Regions from separate parts of the Anas platyrhynchos genome. Here region 2 is linked to region 1. The links are chromatin contacts, called in public Hi-C maps. All regions are on one chromosome and are shown on one strand. The core of a region is the stretch at or near the end of the contact, and the rest is flanking DNA. Distances in the headings are between cores, read along the strand shown.

The links. A called contact is a pair of places that touch in the nucleus more often than the background predicts.
Region 2: a Hi-C map of subcutaneous adipose tissue shows a contact between it and region 1, with 2.8 times the contacts expected there. The contact joins the enhancer-like site here to the promoter of IFT43 in region 1. A contact is called at or near these places in 7 of 8 Hi-C or Micro-C datasets (F1 follicle, F5 follicle, liver and 3 more).

Annotation. Positions count from the first base shown.
Region 1 is chr5:23,842,518-23,847,809 of IASCAAS_PekinDuck_T2T, forward strand. It overlaps IFT43 (intraflagellar transport 43), which reads right to left and starts at 1,664. Exons shown (of 10, transcript XM_072038439.1): 1 at 1,518-1,664. TGFB3 (transforming growth factor beta 3) reads left to right here and starts at 3,218. Exons shown (of 7, transcript XM_038180222.2): 1 at 3,218-4,168. The coding sequence starts at 3,403.
Region 2 is chr5:23,970,964-23,975,919 of IASCAAS_PekinDuck_T2T, forward strand. TTLL5 (tubulin tyrosine ligase like 5) reads right to left here. Exons shown (of 33, transcript XM_038180219.2): 9 at 4,770-4,871; 10 at 4,530-4,621; 11 at 2,346-2,453. Among named protein-coding and RNA genes, the nearest start is that of TTLL5, 24 kb to the right of the region's middle. Within about 2 kb of position 1,853, at least 4 of the 8 cell types and tissues checked have an H3K27ac peak or open chromatin away from gene starts, as enhancers often do. A contact at or near this core is called in subcutaneous adipose tissue, where this site is marked.

The DNA of each region.
Region 1 (5,292 bases), core at 414-2,913:
ACAGGCCACACGCGGGAAAGAAAACAGCTGAGCAGTAGCAGAACTGAGCCTTGCCCCAGAACTTTGACTTGTGACTTCAGAAATCCTCCCTGGGAGAGAAGAGCAGATATGTAGAAAGAATGAAGCCTAAAATCCCTCCTGCCCTGCTCCTCTCCGTGTCCCCACACAGACACATCCACTCCTCAGAATGGGCTTTGTCACCCGCGCTGATATGTTTTTGCCTGCTTGGGGGAGGCAACAGAGGAGAAAGAGTTTTCATCCCTCGTTCTGTGCTGTGGTTAAAATGGGTCTTACTTGCTTTAAATGTTGGTGTCACTCATTCTGAGCAGCATAATTCCCCCCTGTGTTTGATCCTGGACCTAGACCAGCCCCTACTCAACCAAGAAGGAGAAAGAATGAACAGGACAAACCTCTGTTCCTTCCGTGGCTGTCTAAAACCACCTTCTGCACTTGCTTTTTGTTCAGCTTAGGTCTGTGGTGGCTGGGTTTCTCTTTTCCAGTGTATTCTCAACTCTCACCCTGCCTTACTTGTTCGGTTTTGTCCCCGCTATAAATCAAAGTGCAGCCACCCCCTCTGCTCTGAACAGCAAGAACTACGTAAGCATTCCTTTCACATACAAGTTCTCACACCTAAGCATGGACTCCATCCATCTGGTTTCAACCCAAATGCAATCACACAGAATAGGACTAAGAGTCCCCCGCTAGCACCTTTTGCTGTTGATTACTTCTTGCCTGGACCTATGAATAGAGCTTGTGTCTAGTCCTCCTTCTGCCTAAGAGAAAGCCTGGAGAGCCTGGGAAAGCAATCACGCCTGAGCATTGCCACATGCTTCTGGTCCTAGACCACTTTTAAAGCAAGTGCACACACGTGCAGTTAAAGCTAGAGCCATGGTGGAAAGCCCACATGGTAGCACTACAGTGGGAGCGAACAATGACAACCTTATTCAGAGCAGCTAAAGGTTTTGTCAAGCAGCTCGCAGTCAGCTGCAGAATTTATAGGATGCAGGGCACCTCTAGGAGCAAGCAGTGACACAGAGCGCTGCGCCTTTCTTCCTCACCCTTCGCACAAGGCAGCTGGCCAGACTCCTGGTTTTGGCACAGGACAGTTCACCCTAAATGTTAAGCTCCCACTGGGAAGCAAAGAGCCAAGCAAATGGTAGCTTGCTCCACCCTAGCACCACCCTAGCAGCTCCAAGCACCTCACTTTGATTTTTTTTTTTTTTTTTGCATTTTTTTCTCTAAGCACTTGAAAATACGTACTCCATCTCTCAGGGTTTTTGGTGGAGGGGAAAAACTATGAATATTCTGTTACTCACACAGATTCTGGGCCAGTATATCCTACCGTTGTGAAGTTTCAAAAACGAGATTCCTCCCTCTGAAAGGAGAGAAAAGGCCCACACTTTGGCCTGTCTTGATCTCCACAAGAACAGCCGCTGTTCGAGTTACATCAGCCCCAGCTCAGACTGACAAACCCCCAGCAGGGTTGCCAAGTGTGAAATATTTCCTCTGATACTCACGTGCTCGGTAGCCCTGTCAGGCTCTCCCTCAGCCCAGCTGGATCCCAGCACGTCCAAGATGTGCAAACTGTTGGCGATTGCTCTTTGCAGCCACCAGCAGTGGTTCCAGCGTGTGTCAGACCATGGAGCTTCTTTTCCACCTCCTCACAACCTACAAAGACCAACACAGTGAGCGGGAAGTGAGCAGCCTGATACTGGAACCGGCACTGCTCCCACATCCTTCTTCTGTGCTACTGTTCCCAAGCAGTAAGACCCCACTGTTAATCCACAAGGGCAAAGTCAGCTCGCAGCCATTAGCAGCATAATCTCGCATTTTCTGCTATTGAACGTCATCCCATTTTTTCCATCTCAGCCATCAGAATTACCACCCCCTCCTGTAGGATATCCCAGTCCTCCCCTGTATTGACAAAGCCTCCCGACTTTGGACAAACAGCCAATTTCATTAGCACATTCATTTCAGCGTGCCAAGATCATTAATGAAAACTGGGCCCAGGACCAGCCATTGGGGAGCTCCTTTCATAATCTCTTATAATTCCTGCACTTATCTCCATCTTAACTAATAACTCACCATGTGGCACTGGAGCAAATGGATTGCTGCAGTGCAAAGCAATCAGTTCTACCGCATTTAGCAACGTAACGCGTTGGATAGAGGAGTTCCCAGAGTGGAGAAGCATCCAGAATTCATCTCAGAAGCATCTCATGAGCACTAGAAACATCCATCCCCATCCCCATCCCACGGACAGTTAACGGCAGTGCTCAGAATTTGCAGTCTTGGTTTCCCTGCAGTCACTTTGGAGCCACCAGACCTTGTTCCACCTTCGTCTGCTCGGTCTTCTGCGGAACTGTTTTCACAAATTGACCTCCCCCAAAGCACAGACAAGCCATGTCCAGCTCGCCCTTCAGTCTCCTCTCTGAAGGGTCACACAGCCTGCGTGTGAACGCTGCTCAAACCCAGCGTTCCCAGCCACCCCGTGGATTTCCACCGCACCTCTTCCACACTCGGTGTCTCCACCCGGAGCTGTGCTCCCCCCACAGCAGGACCCCAGGCATGCCCTGGTGTTTCCAGCCCCGCACCTTCACAACTCACCCCCCAGCTTCTTTGGGAAGGCAGCCAGTGGGCACGAAGCCCCTGACCCACCCCAAATCCCCAGACCTCTCATCCCCAGGAGGTCCCCAAGCGAAGGTGAGGCCAAGGGACACATCCCACCTCCCGGAGAGGCCCCGTGGAGCAGGGGCAGAGGACGGACGAGTTCTCTGGGCAGCCCCAGGGTGGGCAGGGGGCCAACATTTTGTCTCCTGGCTCCTTTCGGAGGGCGGCGGGGCAGGTGCTGGGGGCTGCCACCCCAGGGCAAGACGCCGCACCGGGGAGCTCGGGGGGGCGCTTTCGGCCGCTTTTCCCTCGGTTAACGGGAGCGGCGCCCCCGGGGACCACCGCGAAGGGCTCGGCCCGGCCGCTCCCCGCCCGGCTCCAGCGGGGGGCGCCCGAACTCCGCCGCCGCGGCTTCTGCGGCGGCCACGTCGGAGGGCGCCCGGTGCCGCCCCGCCGCCGGGGGGCCCGGCCGCGGGGCTCGGGGTGGGGGGGGTGCCCGGTGCCGCCGGCCGTGCGGGGGGCCCCGGCGGGCGGTGGTCGGGGTGGGGGGCGGCGGAGGGCGGCCGGGCGGGGAGCGCCGTAGCCGCGGTGCTGCGGGCGAAGGCCGGGCTTGGAGCTCCCCCCCCGGTGCCCCGTCCCGGGGACGTCATGGGAGGGAGGTATAAAACGGCGGCGGCGAGGCCGGCGGAGGGGCAGTGCGCGGCGGAGGGCAGGCCGGGGGACAGCGGGGGCAGCCCGGCCGCTGCTGGTGCCGCCGGTGCCGCCGGGGCGATGCCGGTGGCGGCGGGGGCATGAATGGTGCAGCGAGAGGGGCGGGCGCCGCTCTCCCCCCGCGGCGGCGGCGGCGGCGGCGGGGCGGCTCGGGCCGCTGCTGCTGCTGCTGCTGCTGCTGCTGCTGCTGACACGTGCGGCGGCGCGGCGCGGCGGGGCGCTCCCGGCTCCGCGGGGCGCGGGGCGGCGCATGGGGAAGGAGCCCGGCGCGGCGAGGCACGGCGCCCGCCGCCGCTTCTCCTCGCGGAGCGCTGCCAGCTCTTCCTGGAAGTCGTGAGCGGCGCTCGGCGCGGTGAGTTCATGCACCTCCTCGCCAAGCCTCAGCCCGCGGGATCTGGGGAGGCTGCCGCCGGAGCACCGCCCGGTCCCCCGCGCCCGCTCGCCGCCGCCGCCGCCGCCCGGGGGGCTCTCCCGGGGGCCGCCGCCGCCCCCTCGCCCATGAAGATGTACGTGCAAAGGGCTCTGGTGCTGCTCTCGCTGCTGAGCTTCGCCACCGTGAGCCTCGCGCTGTCCTCCTGCACCACCTTGGACCTCGACCACATCAAGAAGAAGCGGGTGGAAGCCATTCGGGGGCAGATCCTGAGCAAGCTGCGGCTCACCAGCCCCCCGGAGACCGTGGGGCCGGCTCATGTGCCCTACCAGATCCTGGCCCTCTACAACAGCACCCGGGAGCTGCTGGAGGAGATGGAGGAGGAGAAGGAGGAGAGCTGCTCGCAGGACAACACCGAGTCCGAATACTATGCCAAAGAGATCCATAAATTTGACATGATCCAGGGCCTCCCCGAGCACAGTAAGTGCCGGGCTCCCGTGCGCTCCGGCCCGGCGCGGGGTGCCGCGCCCGGGGGCAGCCTGCCCCGCCGCACCGGGAGCCGAGGAGCGGCGCCCGCCGGGGATCCGGAGCATCGGGGCCGGGGCCGGGGTCCCGGAGGGGCTGGGGTGCGGGGGTGAAAGGGGCCGGGGGCGCGGGGCTCAGCACCCCGCAGGTGGAGGAGGCGGGGTGCTGAGAGCCGGCGGGGCACCCAAAGGGGTCCCCGGCCCGGGAGCTGCAAGGGAAGGCCGGGAGGGGAGGGAGGGCGAGGTGGGAAGGTGGCAGGAGAGGAGGAAGAGGGGGCTTAGGGTGAGTGTGGTGCGTGGGGTGAGGGAAAAAAGCCCGGTCGCTGGTGCCGGGCGGGTGGCTGGGCTCGTCCCTGCCGCAGATCCAGGCAACCTGTTCGGTCAGCCGGCACCCGCCTGGCTCCAGAGAGGGTGGCGAGGCACTCGCTGGGAAGGCTCCTGCATGGAGGACGCCGTGGAGGATGTTACGCTGACAGCGGCGAGGGATCGGAGAGGGAGCAGGAGATAGCAGGGATGCTGAGCAGGTGCAAAGCAGACAGTGATGCACAGGGGACCCCCTAGGGAACGCAGGCACTGAGGAAACGTGACAGATGTTGAGCAGGTGCAGAGCAGATGATGAGCAGGCCCAGATGCAGACACTAAGCAGATTCAGGTGCAGAAGCTGAGCAGATGCAGATGCAAAGACAGAGAGTGAGCAGACATGAACCCCGAGTAGACTGCAGATGCTGAGCAGATGTAGGCACAAGCAGTGCTTTCGGTCTGTGCTTTGGATTCCTTCGGGTTGGAAGATGTTGGTGGGCATGCAGTCATACCCCGTCCAGGGTGTCCTCTCGTGATGTAGTGCGGTGTTGGGGACTCTACTTGAACGCCTGCAGTTCTGGGGAGGAGCTGTGACTCGGTGCAGGCAGCCTCAGAATGCAGTTACTCTGCCAGGTTTATGTTAATCTTGACATATGATGAGCTGGAATAAGAGCTACAATGTGGTAATGCAACAAATTTCACTTAATCTCTAGCAGACGGCACTCCATATGGTTATATGATTAGCTCTTAGTCCAGGAGGCACCAAGACTCGAGGAACAG
Region 2 (4,956 bases), core at 603-3,102, 130 kb after region 1:
CTTTCAAAGAACAAAACTTGTGAGCATCACAAGTCCTTTGAGAATCAATTTTTACTAAAATGCAGTAAACAGCTAACATTGCATAACCAAAAGGGGACTCACTACAATCTTTCCACAAATTTTGAGCAGTACCACACTTTAACATTAGAAAAGAATCATTCTGACCTACCACTCTCACTTTCTAGGCAAGCATGGGCAGCTGGAACCATACAGACAGTCTCACCAGTCTTGTTTTAGAACATGAAGAAGCCATGGCATGAGTCTCTTCCCTCAAATCTAAAAGAAATGTATACTACGTAAAAAAAGTTTACTTGGGAAAAGAATGAAGCACAATGACAGATCTAAACTGTTACAGAAATAAAGTTGACAGTGTAATCTAAACACATTATTTCTGATTTAATTTTTAGGAAGAAGGTGGTAATTGTGCTATAGTCCTATCTCCCACAACAGCATTATAAAGACTACAGCAGAATACACATTAAGTTACTCATGTTTTTCTATAATCTTTTCAAATAAAAGCTACTTCTGTATCTGAACCTCAGAAACATGTTTCAGAAGTCTGAGATATTCTGTAAGTGATCAATCTCTCTCAGGACACACATGCAGCTTCATTGTTCACAGCCTAGAATGAAGAAAAAGGCTCCTGGGAGCCTCTGCATGCTGCCTTGAAATCTTCATTCCCAGTTTTCTTCCTCATGTTAACAGCTGAACTCAGCCATTCTGACTAGAAAAATTGCCTTTTTAATTTTTTTACAACAGGGTTAAAAGTGGCATCAGAACAAGACAAGGAGATGAAGAACAAGCCAAACAGCATGACAAGGGCAGCTCAAATCCTTGGGATAAGGACCACCACTTCTTCGTGGGGGAAGGTGGCAAAAAGTACAGAGCTCTGGGAATGCCTCAGGCTCCCTAGGGAAGCAGTATGGCTCCTGCTTAAGCTCTCTTTCCTGGGAAGCTCTTAATTTATGTTTACACTGAAACAAATGGAACAAAACAGTTTATTTGTGGGGGAGCATTTGAGAGGGTGGTTAGTGCAGCCCTGGGGAGGCAGCAGGAAGTGGGATAACCTCAGAGCCAGGCCCAGCAGAAAGTACATGAGGAACATTAGTTTCCACATACACAGCTCAGTGGAATCTAGAGACACGACAGAGAGGAAAATGGGAGAATGAAAAAAGAGGCAGTTAAGAAGGATTTTTGTTGTTTTTGTTTTTAATCCAGTTGTTGATATTTCTGGAGTAGCTGCTAAACTATTACTTCACTAAAGAGCTCATCTAACTCAAGCCCCCATGTATGCTACAGTTTTCCAACTTTGAACAAAGGCAGAGTCATTGAGGAGAAGCTAAGGACTGAGAGGTAGCTGATTTGGCAGGTAGCTGATCAGCCGTGGCCTCTCCTTGGTACTTGACCATGACTCATCAGCGCAGGGAATCCAAAGAGGACAGCAGTTACGTTAGTGTAGCAGGCTGTACGGCTATAAACACCCAAATGCAACGCAAAGACCACACAAATTGATTTACCTGCCACAGCTAGTTTAAACAGAAGTCCCAACACCCAAACACAGAATAGCCTAAGCTAAGCTTGGTCTTTGGTTTAAGCACTGACCAAAACACATTCTAGACTCTTTTCCCCTGCCCCAAGACTCCTCCCTTGTGCGTGCTTCCACGTGAGCGGAGGGCAGCTAAGAGCAGGAGGAGGCCTCTTTAGGGAAGGTTGGGAAGCAGCCACTGGAAAGCAGGAGAAGGCACACTCTGGTACCAGCCGCTGCTTTCTGGACCCCTTCCCAGCATCTGCTGCCAGCAAGTTCTCAAATCCCTTTGCCAGCACATAGCTCTGCATCCAGCTTCTGCCAGAAATAAGCTTTGACGCCGCCATGCGGTCCTCTTGCACAAGTACAAGCCCAAGAGGCATTACCACCACTGTCATTCCAGGAACTGCATTACACATTTCTTCCTTAACCCTCAGACCCACGTAGGGCTCTAACTCAGAACTGCATTGAGCCATCTTGCCCACAGTATGAAATGCTCTGAGGGGATATTTCATTATCCACAGCCATCCTTTGCAAGGACACTAGTGGGTCAGTTACTTCAACTTTCCAGCACTTCTCCAATTCCCTTTCAAGTCTCTTTTCACCATCCCCTTTTCTAGCATGAAACTCTAATGAATGGTGCAGGCACAGGGGCAATTGTGATTCGACATCCTCCAACCTCAGAAGCCTATACTGAGAAAAAAACACAGAATCAGGCTTCCTTGCAATATGAAATGCAAGTCTCCATGTAGCACTGGAAAGATGGAAGTTTCAAACAGAACTCAAGAGCCAGTCAACAAACATGTCCCTAGTTCCTTACCAAAACAGCTGCCACGATGTGAAAGAAAAGTCTTACAAGCTGTAGCAATCGCCAGTTCAGCAGAAACTACAGTCTTGATAATCAGGTCTTCCACATTGGCCATCAGTGCTGCAAGGAGGGGAGGGAAGGGGGAAAAAAAAGTAGATTGTGAAGCAGCACATGATATCTAGAAAAGCATGAGTATATGTATATGGACAGATACCTTTGTGAATCAAAGCACATGAGAGCCTATGGATGATAAAGCAATGTTTGTTTGGAAATCCATGCAAGCAGGAACATGTACGTGCATAAATATCCTACTGCAAAAGTGCTCACAAATGAGTATGATAAGAAAATAAGTACAGTGCAAGTAAGCAGAAACATGTGGCAAGCACATCAGCACAAGTCAGCTGGAGTCTGATCACCACCCACTCAGAGTATTAGGAAGGATTAAACAAGAGCGTGCTAGTGAGGTGAGCCCTTAAACTACAGGGTATAAGCCACAACCACTGAAGTACAAAATTTTTTCTTGTGGACTTCCATGATATAACTGTTCTGTGATGTTGCACCTTCCTCTAAAGCAGCTGTTCCCAAACCATGATTTACAAATTATTTCAAAATGATATAATCGGCGATATTTTCCTGTCCTGCTGACCTACAGATAATCTCCAGTTTCAGTAAGGAAGCTCTCTCTGGCTCCTGTATAAACCCCTAAACAGAGCTCAGGAACAAGAAGCTGAGACATGCAGCAAAGGGCAAGAAAAGATGCACGTTAGATAGAGACCTGGATCCCACACTGGGTTTGGGATGAGTCATGCAATAGAAAGAACAACACACTTAGTTTCTGTTTTCAAGGACAAGCAATAGAAAAGTGAGAGGAAGAGGGAGTGAGTAAACACTGGAGCCATAGTCTGAAAAATTAGTAAGGATGATAGCGCAGCCTCTCCCACCCCTCAAAGGCAACACAAGCAAACACACCAAAACCTCAGCAAACCCACGCAAACCTTTGGTAATCCCTGTCCCAGAGAACATCTAGTACAAACCACTTAACTAGAGAGTTCGATTTAGGCATACAATTACTATTTTTCATGTTCAGCTGATGACATGCAGGGGCCTGAATAATTACAAAGGATCATGCAAGCAAATTCAGATGCGAACTTCTGTGCCAGAGGAAGACTAAGTGGAAGCAACATAATATGGGGATGTCTAAGTGCACATAAGCATCCCAGAGCACAAAAAAACTCGCCAGTCCAGACATGGCCAGCACTTTCCAGCTAGCATTCTGCCTCCATATGACCGGAACCAGATGCATCAGAGAAAGGTGCAAGAAGCCTTGTGACAGACAGTTACAGAGCAACCTCCTTGCATTGCTCAGCAGTTTACCTATGAGCACACGTCTTGTACTTGAGGGGTGAGGGAGCAGGAGTTATCAATATTAATAGCTATATCTACAGAGCTGACTGAAAATGTATGGTACAAGTAATCGGCCAGCCATGCATACACATGATGGGGAAAACGTCTACTTCCACCTGAAAGCCAAATTCAAACCCCTTCCTCCATCATTTACGTGTTCCCTGGCAACATTTGCAGGATGGGCTCAGCTGCTATCAGTAGTGTAACTGAAAGCTCAGTATCACAGGTAATGTATCCCTTAAAGGATATACCTGGATTCTGCTCCGCATATGCATTTACTCCCAGCAGACCTGGCAAAGGTGGGGAAGAGGGAGCAACTTTGTATGAAACACAGACTGAAATGAAAACACTCAGCAAAAACCTGAGCCATGGAAAGATGACACCACATCCAAGAGTCATTCAAACTGGCACAGTTCTCCAGAGGTTGGTCACTCATCAGACTGAGCAGGCCATGGGAGCAGTAGAGGGAGGGAAGCTTTTAGAAGGAATGGGATGACCTTAAGAAACGGGAAATGTAGGTAAAAATATTAAGAAAAACACCCTGAGAAAATTTCAGAATATTATTTGCAAAAGGGAAGGGGATAGGCCTTATCTCTGGGGATAGGACTCATCTCTGAGGATAGAGAATAAGTGCACAGCTCTAGAGAGTATGCTGTAAAGAACAATGCTTCCCTCCACCCTGCTCTGATGCTAAATGGGACTCCCTGTGACTCTTCCCTGACTTCTTAGGATTCACACTAGTGGGATGATTAAAATCCAATAAAGGAATAAAACAACAGGATCTCTACTGACCTGCAGTGTCTCTCCCCTCCTGTTTTAAGTACCTCAGCATTGCACTCATGCTCCACTTGTTTCCATAATCCTCTACTTCAGGATCATCACAGCTAAAAGAAGCAAAAGAAGCAAGTTTACACCAAGTCTTATCTTTCACAAGTCTTATCCCTGAGGGCTGGTACCAACTTCAGACCAATTTAGGTAAATTAACCCACCCTCTAGAAGGAACTCTAGAAGTTCCACTTTCCAGCCAAGTACCTGACATAATCTCCACTCTTCTTGTTGACACTGTAGTTGGTCAGATGCATAAACTGGTTTTTAATGTTCTTGGATGCCTGGTCATACCTCACAGTTGCAAACCTGTAAAGAGGGATAAAGATTTATAGTGTTTCTGGAATGAGCCATGTCCTTGTTAAATATGACCTACTACATGGACAGTTTGACT